2 separate regions of the Triticum aestivum genome follow, and region 1 is linked to region 2. A link is a contact called in public Hi-C data. All regions are on one chromosome and are shown on one strand. The core of a region is the stretch at or near the end of the contact, and the rest is flanking DNA. Distances in the headings are between cores, read along the strand shown. Region 1 holds the start of LOC123110047 (endoglucanase 14). Region 2 holds the start of LOC123110039 (glutamate--cysteine ligase B, chloroplastic).

Region 1 (5,548 bases), core at 679-3,178, 390 kb before region 2:
TGTCGTAATATGCAATGACCATGTGCCCTATTTTTACATCATCGGCTGTGGCAGAAAATATCTGGTACCCTATTTTAAAACATTTGCTACGCAAAACAAATCAGGTGCCCTAGTATACATCATCTGTTGGAGATGCTTTAATACCAGGACCATCAATATTCTTATACTACCTTGAGCCCCCACGCATGCAAGTAGCGAACCTGAGACTGTTAGGACTAATAAGGAAAAAAACATCTATATGCTCAGAGGCCAAAGTTTTGGGTGGTGGCAACTGTTGAGAGGGTGATGGCGTCATCTCCTTTTATAAGGTGGACTTGGCGGTCGGCAGCCTCAACCGGCTCCCAGGATGACGACTAGGTAGCTTGGCAGCCTCCCTCCTATTTCGGTGATGTTTAATTGTGTGTAATTCAAACTGTTTAGCGTGTATTTTGGATTTTAAGGTTCAAATCAATTGACTCATATTAACTATGGACTGTAATTAAGTTAAGTGTTGAGTCAAATTTTGTGGTATGTCATTTGAACTATGGGTTGTTGTTTAATTGTTGTTTAATACCGTGTTATGTTCAATTTTGTGCTATGCAATTTGAAAAGGATAGATGTGTTGGGTCCCACATGGTAGTGGCCAATGTGACCGAGCTAGGTCTAGGTCCCATGCATGAGTGAGTGGCTCATAGGGGCAAATCGGTCAATCCAACGTCTCATTAACGGCCAAACGACTTTCACAGGACGAAATCATGACAAAAGAGCAAAAGCATAAGGACACGCACGAAAACTAAGGACAAAAGAGTAGTATGAGCATGAACTAATGACAAGAATGTCATTCTCAACCACAAAAAATAAAATGCAAGAATGTAATATTTTTTTCCTTCTTAGACGACTCTCACATTGCTCATGTTCTAAAATAGACTTTTTAATTGTATTGCAGTGTTGCTTGTTTGATGGAAGTTTAGGGTGTTATCTCATGGATTTATATCTTGTTTTCCCAAACTAAAAGAAAAGTTGCCAATTGTAGCAAACCCCTTCTATGAGGCCCAACAACTACCACTAATCTATTGGCTATTGGGTGAACCAACCTGTGGCCCAACCCACCAGGGTTCAAGTCCTGCTGCTCGCATTTATCCTGAATTTATTTGACGATTTCCGGCGATGTGCGTTCAGTGGGAGGAGACTTTGCTGTCAACAACGAGGCGCCTACGGTGACTTCGTAAAATCTCATGATGATATGTCGGCTCAGTCACTCGGAGGTGCTCATAGGGGCAGGGTGTGTGTGCGTTCATATGGGTGAGTGTATGCATGTTTATATGAGCGCTTGTGCCTGTACTGTGCTAAAAAAAAACCTAATTGGCTATTGGAGTAGTAAAGACCCATCTCATATCATGCTAAAGAGCTCAGTCATTGATTCCTAGATATCCATCCTTTCTCACACTCGAGAAGATCAACTCACGCAGGCACAGTGCAGTGTGACGTTTTTCATTATCCATCTTTTATGTTAACTCTTCGATCTCCAAAGATAGTATTCAAATCTCAGAGTAATCAATACAGTCCTTTTATTCGCAAATAAGATCCATATATACACCGTAAATACATGATCTCAAACGTGTCCGAAAAATATATGAACTGGCTGTAGGAAATATCAACCTTCTCCAATGAAGTTAATTCCGCCAAATAAGTTCAGATACGGGGATGGTACGTTTACATTTGGCACCCGGTTTTTGAAGGTCGCAAAATCTCCGCACATCGTCAAAACAAATATGCATGGCGCGTAATTATTCTAGGATATCAATGCGTGCATTTCTGATGGATTTGTTTCACCAATTCATAGTGGATTGAAACCTTGTTCCTCGCCTATAAATACACTCGTCCCATCGACGAGAGGAGCACACATAACGCGGTGGTACAATACAAGAAACTACTCGTTGACGCCGAGGACGCCCAAGATGGTGGCTAGCGCCAGGATGCTTCTCGTTGCCGCCGTGGTAGGGTTTTTGGCAACCACGGCGTGCCAAGCCGCCCAGCGGAACTACGCCACCGCGCTCACCAAGTCGCTGCTCTACTTCGAGGCGCAGCGCTCCGGCAGGCTGCCGCCGACCCAGCGCGTCCAGTGGCGCGGCAACTCGGCCCTCAAGGACGGCGCCGACCACGGGGTAAGCACGTCGGCGATGCATATGCTGATATGCATGTGTGGTACGTTGTACGTGTTTGGTTCGTGCATTATGCTGACATGCTTAATCGATCGACGTGCAGGTGGATCTTACCGGCGGCTACTACGACTCCGGCGACAACGTCAAGTTCGGGTTCCCCATGGCGTTCACGGCGACCATGCTGTCGTGGAGCGTGGTGGAGCACCGGGGCCGGCTGGCCGCAGCGGGGGAGCTGGGCCACGCGCTCGAGGCGGTGCGCTGGGGCGCCGACTACCTGGCCAAGGCGCACGCCCGCCCCGATGTGCTCTACGTGAATGTCGGCGACGGCGACTCCGACCACGCGTGCTGGGAGCGGCCGGAGGACATGGACACGCCCCGGAGGTCGTACTTGGTGAACGCCACCCACCCGGGCTCCGATGTCGCCGCCGAGACGGCGGCGGCACTGGCCGCGGCCTCCGTCGCGTTCACGGGGCCGCGCGGCGACTCCCGGTACGCGTCTACGCTTCTGAAGCACGCGAAACAGGTGCACAATACTTGCTCTTACATTACTTCATGTTTTGAGACACACACGTATGCATATGGCATTGCATGCACAGCACACAGATTACACAATCGATTCTATACAAATCCAATGGATGGTCCAAAAATCATTTGGTGTAATAGGTAAGAAAAATAGAGCGGCGCACATGTTAATGTGCCATTCTAATTACACAATTATTAACAATCATAATGTTCCATATACGCCTTTGGCGCTTCTGACGCACGCGAAATAGGCAAACATGTAACTGTGCTTTGCATGAAGAGATAGTACTACCAGTCTACCACTGCATAATTACATGCACTACATTGCATGCACAGCACAAATTGGACGGTTACCGTGGGCACGATCAATTTGAAGATAATGCGAGAGAATTAATTTGACGAACCATTTCATAAAGTCGTGGTCATATCATGGCTAAAAATGAATGTCAAATTATTGCTTGAAAACTGAACGTGCACAGACGAAGCTGTATCAGCTAATTTCTTCAGTCACTTGCTGCTTCTGCAGTTGTTTCAGTTCGCCAAGAACAACCGTGGCCTCTACCAGAACAGCATTCCATCGGCCAGAAGTTTCTACAGTAGCAGCGGCGACGAGGTATCACATCACTAATTAATGTCACGATAATGAACAGAAACATAGCAGTATTGTAAAGCAAATACTGAAACTTGTTTGGAACAGGACGAGCTGCTGTGGGCAGCTGTCTGGCTCTACATCGCCACCGGCCACCACGAGTACAAGGCCTACATCGCCGGCGCCAACAACGTCGGCGGGGTGCGGCAGTCGTTATCCTGGGACGACAAGTTCGTCGGAGCCCAGGCACTGGTCGCCAAGGTAAATGTACCAGATGATCCTAGTATTGGTCTGATGAAGCGACAGCAACTTTTAGCTTCAGGAACTGATGACTATACCGGCCATTCTGCAGCTCATCCTCCAAGGGAAGCTGCCCAACAACGGCCGCCACGCCGAGATGAGGAGCAACGTGGAGAGCTTCCTCTGCAACGTCGTTCAGCACGGTGACGGCCGCAGCGGGCGGCTCACCCCGGGCGGCATGCTCTACCTGCAGCCCTGGTCCAACCTGCAGGACGTCACGACGGCGATGTTCGTCCTCGTCACGCACGCCGACCACCTGGCGGCGGCAAGGGCTTCCCTGCAGTGCGGCGGCGTGAGGCTACCGCCGGCACAGCTCGTCTCGTTCGCCCGGTCACAGGCGGACTACATCCTTGGCAAGAACCCCATGAAGATGAGCTACATGGTTGGGGTAGGAAAGAGGTACCCGACGCAGCCGCACCACCGCGGCGCGTCGCTGCCGTCCCTCACGAACAACCCGGGGAAGATCTCCTGCGGCAAGGGATCCGAGTACTTCCACAGGTCTGCGCCCAACTTGAATGTGATTGACGGCGCCATCGTCGGAGGGCCTGACAACAACGACCATTACGACGATTCTCGGGGAAATTACCAGCAAGGAGAGCCATCAACCTACACCGTCGCGCCCATCGTCGGAGTGCTTGCAAGGCTTCTGCATAACTGATGTTCCTGTTTTCAGTCAAGAGATGTGCAATGTCAATGCCGTCCTTGTAATTTAGGCAGATATAACTTAGTCAATAAAATATTTCATACCGACAACAACACAGAAATTGTTTCCATCCAAACTTCGAAAAGGACTTCAACATCACAATAGTTCAACATGACATTTTATTCCCTTCCAAATTTTGAAAGAAACTTCAACATGTAGTAGATCTCATCATATTGGTAAGAGATCTTGTTTACACTAAGAGGTAGAGGCATCAAGAGCAGGTAGACATTCCCTTATCGCCTCTGCAGCTTGCTCCAGCTCCTTCTCCGACACGATGAGCGCAGGCACAAGCCTCACCACATTGCCTTTCCCGGCCGTCAGCAAAAAGACACCAGCATTCAAGCATGCATCGACCAAAGGCCCAGCCGGTACGTCAAGCTCGATGCCAACGATGAGACCGGCCCCACGGATCTCTTTGACATGAGGGTTTCCACTCAGCTTAGCTTTGAGCAGCTGCTTGAAGTATTCTCCTTTCCTGGTCACCTCTGCTAGAAAGCCAGGTTTCTGGATCTTGTCCAATGTGGCTAATGCAGCATGGCACACAAAAGGGCCTCCGCCGAATGTGGTTCCATGGTCACCGTAATTTATGGCTGCAGCAACCTTTTCCGTGACCAAGGCGACGCCAATGGGAAGGCCATTGGCCAGTGGCTTCGCCAAGGTCATTATGTCAGGTACTACACCATAAACCTCATGAGCCCAGAGGTAACCTGTGCGCCCCAGACCACATTGCACCTGCGTTTCAGACAGTAGATTAGAAATCTCCACTTTTCAAATTGACAGAAGTTGAACTTCAAAGTGCAATCCTAAATCCCTACTATTGAATGAATTGCCTATTTGGGTAGTATTACGATGCAGACTCCTCATGGGGTATTTCCTTCATGGGGATGCAAAATAGTGAAAATACATTCCCAGTCTTGAACTAGTACCACTGAGCAATCTCCTGAAGGAGTAAAATTTACTGTCCTTTATGCTAGTAGTACAAATTGTGCTTGCCACTAATTACTTCTATGTGATCGACAACACAGATAAGCACTCCCTCCCTTCACAATATAAGATGTTTTGGATATTTCAGCATGGCCTATATACGGACTGAAATGAATGAACAAACACACTGAAATGTGTCTATCTATAACCGGTTCACAAAAAGGTGAGAACAGAACGAGGGAGTATTAGTGAAGGCAAGCTGAATCATACCTCGTCAAAGACCAAGAGAGCCCCTGCCTCATCACAAGCATCCCGCAGTCCCTGCAAGAACTCCTTGGTAGCACTGTGAATCCCACCCTCACCCTGCAC
Region 2 (5,102 bases), core at 1,903-4,402:
GGAGATATTGGTGGTTGTTTAGTTCTCAAATAATTGACACGGTTGGTTGGGATGCAAATATACATTTGGTGGCATGGACTTTGTACAATTTTTGGGATATGAAATAGGATAATCTACAATTTTGGGATATGAAATAGGATAATCTAATTAAAAAGAATTTTCTGGTGGAAACTAAATATGACATTATGATGTCACAGGTGAAAATCCCACAATGTTACATTTCATAAATTTCTGTAAAAGGTGAATACTTATACATGTAACAGTTTGCTCACTAATAGATATTTACCTGATAAAGATGTGAATTGACCTCCGCACAAGTTTGATGTAATGTTTCGAGGGGAGCGCCACTAAGTTCAAACTGGCCACCAGGTTCTAGTGAAATGTTTTGCTTTCCCTGCATCCATATAAATAAGTTGTCACAGAATTCCCTATTGATTCAGTGAAAACCATATATATCTATTTCTTTCTAGGCATAGTACCTGCTTGAGACCAATAACATGGTTTTCTTCCATTATCTTGTCCCATTCAAATCTCTCAGACAGCCCATTGAGTATAGCACTGATCTGATCGTACGTTATAGGGCGCAATGTTTCGACATCAAAACCAAACTTTTCATGTTCTGTGCCAATTCTGCATAACAAGAAATTTACTCACGGAATGGACCAAATAACTAACCGAAATACTCAGTAGGAATTATACAGGAATAGAACTTCAAGAAAAACAAAAATATATTGTCAAATCTGAAATAATTTGAACAGAGGCACCATAACAATCTTCATCTCCAATAAATTATACTGATTGAAAAAAATGAGCACACTCATTACATTAACAAGATGTATCTATATCTATACCTACTAATAAAGGGAGGCGATATTCTTGGTTTGGTTTCGCTTTATTTTGTCCTGTTTTGAGTACTTTTATTACGTACACTATTTTTGGGTTTTGTCCGTTAAACGAACATGTGTGCAAGCGAAAGGAAACCGGGACATACGTGTAAAGGAAACGAAAAAATACAAGCAACGGGAGGGACTCGAACTAGAGCCCTCGAGCTAAAAACTAGCTCCAGTAACCAACCAATCTAGCTTGACTTACGTCAAAAGTAGCAAGTTCGGCTTATTTATACACTATTTGTCAGAGTTGGCACCAGCCCTCGCACGACCAGCGAACTAGAGGCCAAAAATGATATCGTTCGCGTCGGGTGCACCTCACCCCCGTGTGGGCCTCAGCCCATCAATGGCAATAAAAATAACGGCTTGTTTGAGGGATCAAAAAATAGATTCAGTTTTCTAATAAAATAGTACCGCCTTGATTTCTTATACCCCACCTTATCAATTTATATACGTTTGTGATTTGAAATCGGTAAGCCACCATGACAATCAATAAGCGGGTAATAGTGGGTCTTGTCTCGTCACAGATGCGAGCAGAAGCAAATTAATTGCTTTGCATGGGGCCAATAGGTGTGAGAGAGAACCGACTTAATGATCAAGATAACGAAGAATGGGGAATTAAAGAGAACCCAGGTAAACATAAAGATAATGAGGACACGACGCCCCAATGCCGCAAGACAAGTAGGTATAAAACTTGTGATCTCTCTTAAAAAAGATACCACGATCTCCGATCTCTCTTAAAAAAGATACCACGATCTCCGGATGAAGATGAACCAGCAGAACCTCCTCGCATACGAGAACGACGATGACTCATCGAGGCGCTACGGCAGCCCCCGGTCTCACCAAAGGCGATGTTAAGGCTGGTTGCATGATTAATTAATGCCTGATTGGTACAAATTTCTTCTCTAGACCATGGTGTGCCTTTGTTTTGGTGGGTGTGACAACTAAAGTTTTCTTCATAGCTAGCCACAAAGCGTTATGCTTGTACATATATTTTTTTACTAAATTTAAGTACATGTTCTCTCCCGTTGCAACGCACAGGCATTTGTGCTAGTTAAGTATAGCATATCTAAGCTTAGAGAGACTTTTTGTGCCATTTAGGACAATCATTTGTAAGCTTACTTTTCCCACATATAGCATATTAACAAGTACCATATCAAGCTTTTGTTGCTCTATGTACAAATTGCAACTTTACTACTTCCAGCATTATATGAGTGCACGAGCTGCACCATTTGCCGACAAGTTTAACACAATGTATCCCCAATTCAGTTCCTAGTCTAGTATAACTATGCTAACCAGTACCATGTGACCCCTTCGTTGAACAAGGGCAGAGCTTCATTTGCTAACTAGGCAAAGCAACGGTCACTTCGACGTATCCACCCTCTTATTCCTACAAGCGCAAACTACTAGCAAGCATCACATAGACCGTCACTGCAAGGCACTGATTCATGTGAAAAAATTCCACCACTCTAGGGGCGACTGAACAGTGGATACAAAATGCCCAATTGCAGAGCTAAACAGTAAGCTGGGCAGTAAGGATCGGCCGTTCCAGCCATAGAACTACGTTCCGCTTCCAACAGTAAGTAGCAAGTAGGGAAGTAGCACCATATGTGGAAGCTTCTCACCTCCAGTTCTCCTTGGGCTTGCAGCCGGACGCGAGGTAGGCGACGAGGTCCTCCTTGGTGAGCGGCTCCGTCAGCTTGGCCGCCTCCTCCGTGGGGGGGCTGGCCGCCACGGCCCCGCCTCGCCGCCTCCCCCTCCGCCCCGCCGCGGGGAGCCCGACCACCGCGAACCCCTGCCGCCCCTTCCTGCTCCCGCCCGCCGCGCCGCCGTCCGGCTGGACCACCCGCACCACCGCCAGGCGCGACGCGACCGCCATCACGCCCAACCCGCCGAACAAAAACCTGAGGCACGAAAAAATCCGCAAAACCAACAAAAGTTCAGCGCGAATTGCGGAATCCGACACGATGTCGCCATCGAACCCCCGCCCAACCCACCTCGCCGCGCCCACCCAGCGAGAACCGGTCTGATTCTGTCTATTTGCTGGTGAGATTCGCCGCCGGGAGGAGACGGAGACGGGGACGGGGACGGGGACGGGGACGGGGACGCGCGCGCCGCCGTCCGCCGCTGCTGCTTCAGAGTCCGGAACGGAGGGGAGTGTGGGGGGTGGGATGGGGGCGGCGTCGGCGCGGTTATAAAGCGGTGGGGGCTGGGCCCGCGCCCTCCGCGGCCGCGTCAGCAGCGACGACGCCTTGAAGTGCGCGATGATGCTGCTGCTGCGGCTGCGCGCGTCATCCAATCCGCTCCGCCCTCCGCGGGTGCAGCCGGTGAGTGATTTGGACAGCTGGTGATTTACTAATCCTTCCCCCTCTTTCCTTTTTAATCTTTCCTCGGTGGTGGGGGCGCTGGCCTAATGATTATGGCTTGTTAATTGCTGGAATTAAGCTTCGCCGATGGTTCTCGTACGATCACCACCGCCCCATGACGTCGGCGATGAGGTGGGGCGCTCGGTGCCACGGCGGCGCCAGGATTTTTCATGCATGGCGATGGTGTTTTTGCACGCTGGTTCCTCCTGGTGCCTCAGCTCTCAAAGCGACATCCAGAGCACGCGTCTCACCCTCGGGTTGCCGTTCAAGACAAGATGAAAACGGAACAAAAATGTCGAGAGAATATGTCAGGTGCTACGATGTCCTGGTAGTACATTTGGATGATCATGGATCGGAATGAACCTTGCCCGTCTTCAAGGGCAGGTTCGCCCTGCATGATCGTGGCTTTCCCGACTGTACCGTCTGCGAGCATCAGTGCACGTGCACTTATACTCTCTTTCTTTTTTCGGGAACACGTGCACTTATATTACTACTAGTATTTTCTTTTTAACTTTGGATGACTTTACTCAATTATTTTTTATCTTTTTTAGCGGGGACTTTACTCAATTATAACAAGGCCTTTTTACAATGGTATGAACAAGGAAGTCGGGAGCTGACCATGGGAGAACTTCATAGCTTTGTTCGTAAAGCAAATGTCAAGCTAGCTCATGCACGGCGCCATTCACTTCACGACCACAATGCTCGATCATCGCCCTGCTGAAGAAACTCAACAACTCTCAGCAATCATCAGCTATCACTGCTCCCCAGAGCTCTATATTTGGAAGGATTCATCACAACCTAAACTATTTTCTTAGTCACTTTATACCATCATGTATGGACGCCCAAATCATAAAGCTTGGTCGAACTCTACTCCTCCCTCGATGATCTTTGATGCTGAAAAAACGCTTTTGATAATTTGCAGTTCGTTTTCTATTTTGTCAACTCTTATCGAGCACATATCACCAAACCCTTAATTTTAGGGCTTTTGTGCCACAAAATCCCTAACGTGGAGAGGCGTAGAAGGAGTAGGCATGGCGGTGGGGCAACATCGATATGGTTATTAAGTGGTGGTTGCAGGCCCGAGTGCCAATGCCACGTACGGAAGAATGACGACATCACAGTTCCGCCAGTTACCGACGTCTAGAATGATGGCATTACAGTTGCGTCAGTTACCGATGTCTAGAATGATGACATCACAGTTGCGTCAGTTACCGACGTCTAGAATGACGACATCATAGTTCCGCCAGTTACCGACGTCTAGAATGACGACATCACAGTTGGGTCAGTTACCGACATCTAAAATGATGACATCATAGTTCCGTCAGTTACCGACGTCTATAATGACGACATCACAGTTGCGTCAGTATCGATGTCTTGGAGTGTGTTGTGTTTTCTGTCAATGTTGTTCCTGTCATTAAATCCGCTTCACCACCACAGTTGTCGGGGAGGAGAGAGGGTGTACCATGATCTGACTCATGATAATATTTTTAAAAGGTTTATTACATGTATTTCCTTCCTTTTCCTTTTTTAATTATCCTTTATGAGTAAGTGTGGTTAGTGTCACTAATGACTATGTCTTGTTAATTGCAAAAAATCAAGCCACTTCGATAGCTATGTACACCCACAATATGTCATGACGTGCGCAATGAGGTCGCGAAACCACCAGAGCTTGGGTGACGTATTATGGAAAGTTTACTTTCTGCCACAGAAACAAAGAAAAAATGTAGGTTTTGGAGACTTCGAGGTTTCCTGAAAACGACATATAGAATCGCATGTTTTCAAAGAAAAAGGCAGTTTTTCTTTCCTCAGGATGACGTTATTTCGGAGCTCCATTGCAGAGCTACGTGAA

Evidence for each region. Hi-C and Micro-C count contacts between places; a contact is called where the count stands out from the background.
Region 1: a contact with region 2 is called in a Hi-C map of root, with 10 times the contacts expected there. The contact joins the promoter of LOC123110047 here to the promoter of LOC123110039 in region 2. A contact is called at or near these places in 3 of 5 Hi-C or Micro-C datasets (leaf, root and an unstated tissue) and 1 of 1 datasets of contacts at active chromatin or transcription factors (leaf).

Annotation. Positions count from the first base shown.
Region 1 is chr1B:98,143,827-98,149,374 of IWGSC CS RefSeq v2.1, reverse strand. LOC123110047 (endoglucanase 14) reads left to right here and starts at 1,928. Exons shown (of 5, transcript XM_044530455.1): 1 at 1,928-2,144; 2 at 2,245-2,664; 3 at 3,190-3,276; 4 at 3,361-3,513; 5 at 3,605-4,210. The coding sequence starts at 1,938. The coding sequence ends at 4,210. It overlaps LOC123110058 (acetylornithine aminotransferase, mitochondrial), which reads right to left. Exons shown (of 3, transcript XM_044530466.1): 2 at 5,450-5,548; 3 at 4,320-4,987. The coding sequence ends at 4,451.
Region 2 is chr1B:97,754,243-97,759,344 of IWGSC CS RefSeq v2.1, reverse strand. It overlaps LOC123110039 (glutamate--cysteine ligase B, chloroplastic), which reads right to left and starts at 3,152. Exons shown (of 16, transcript XM_044530445.1): 1 at 2,885-3,152; 2 at 2,513-2,791; 3 at 480-630; 4 at 287-394. The coding sequence starts at 2,766.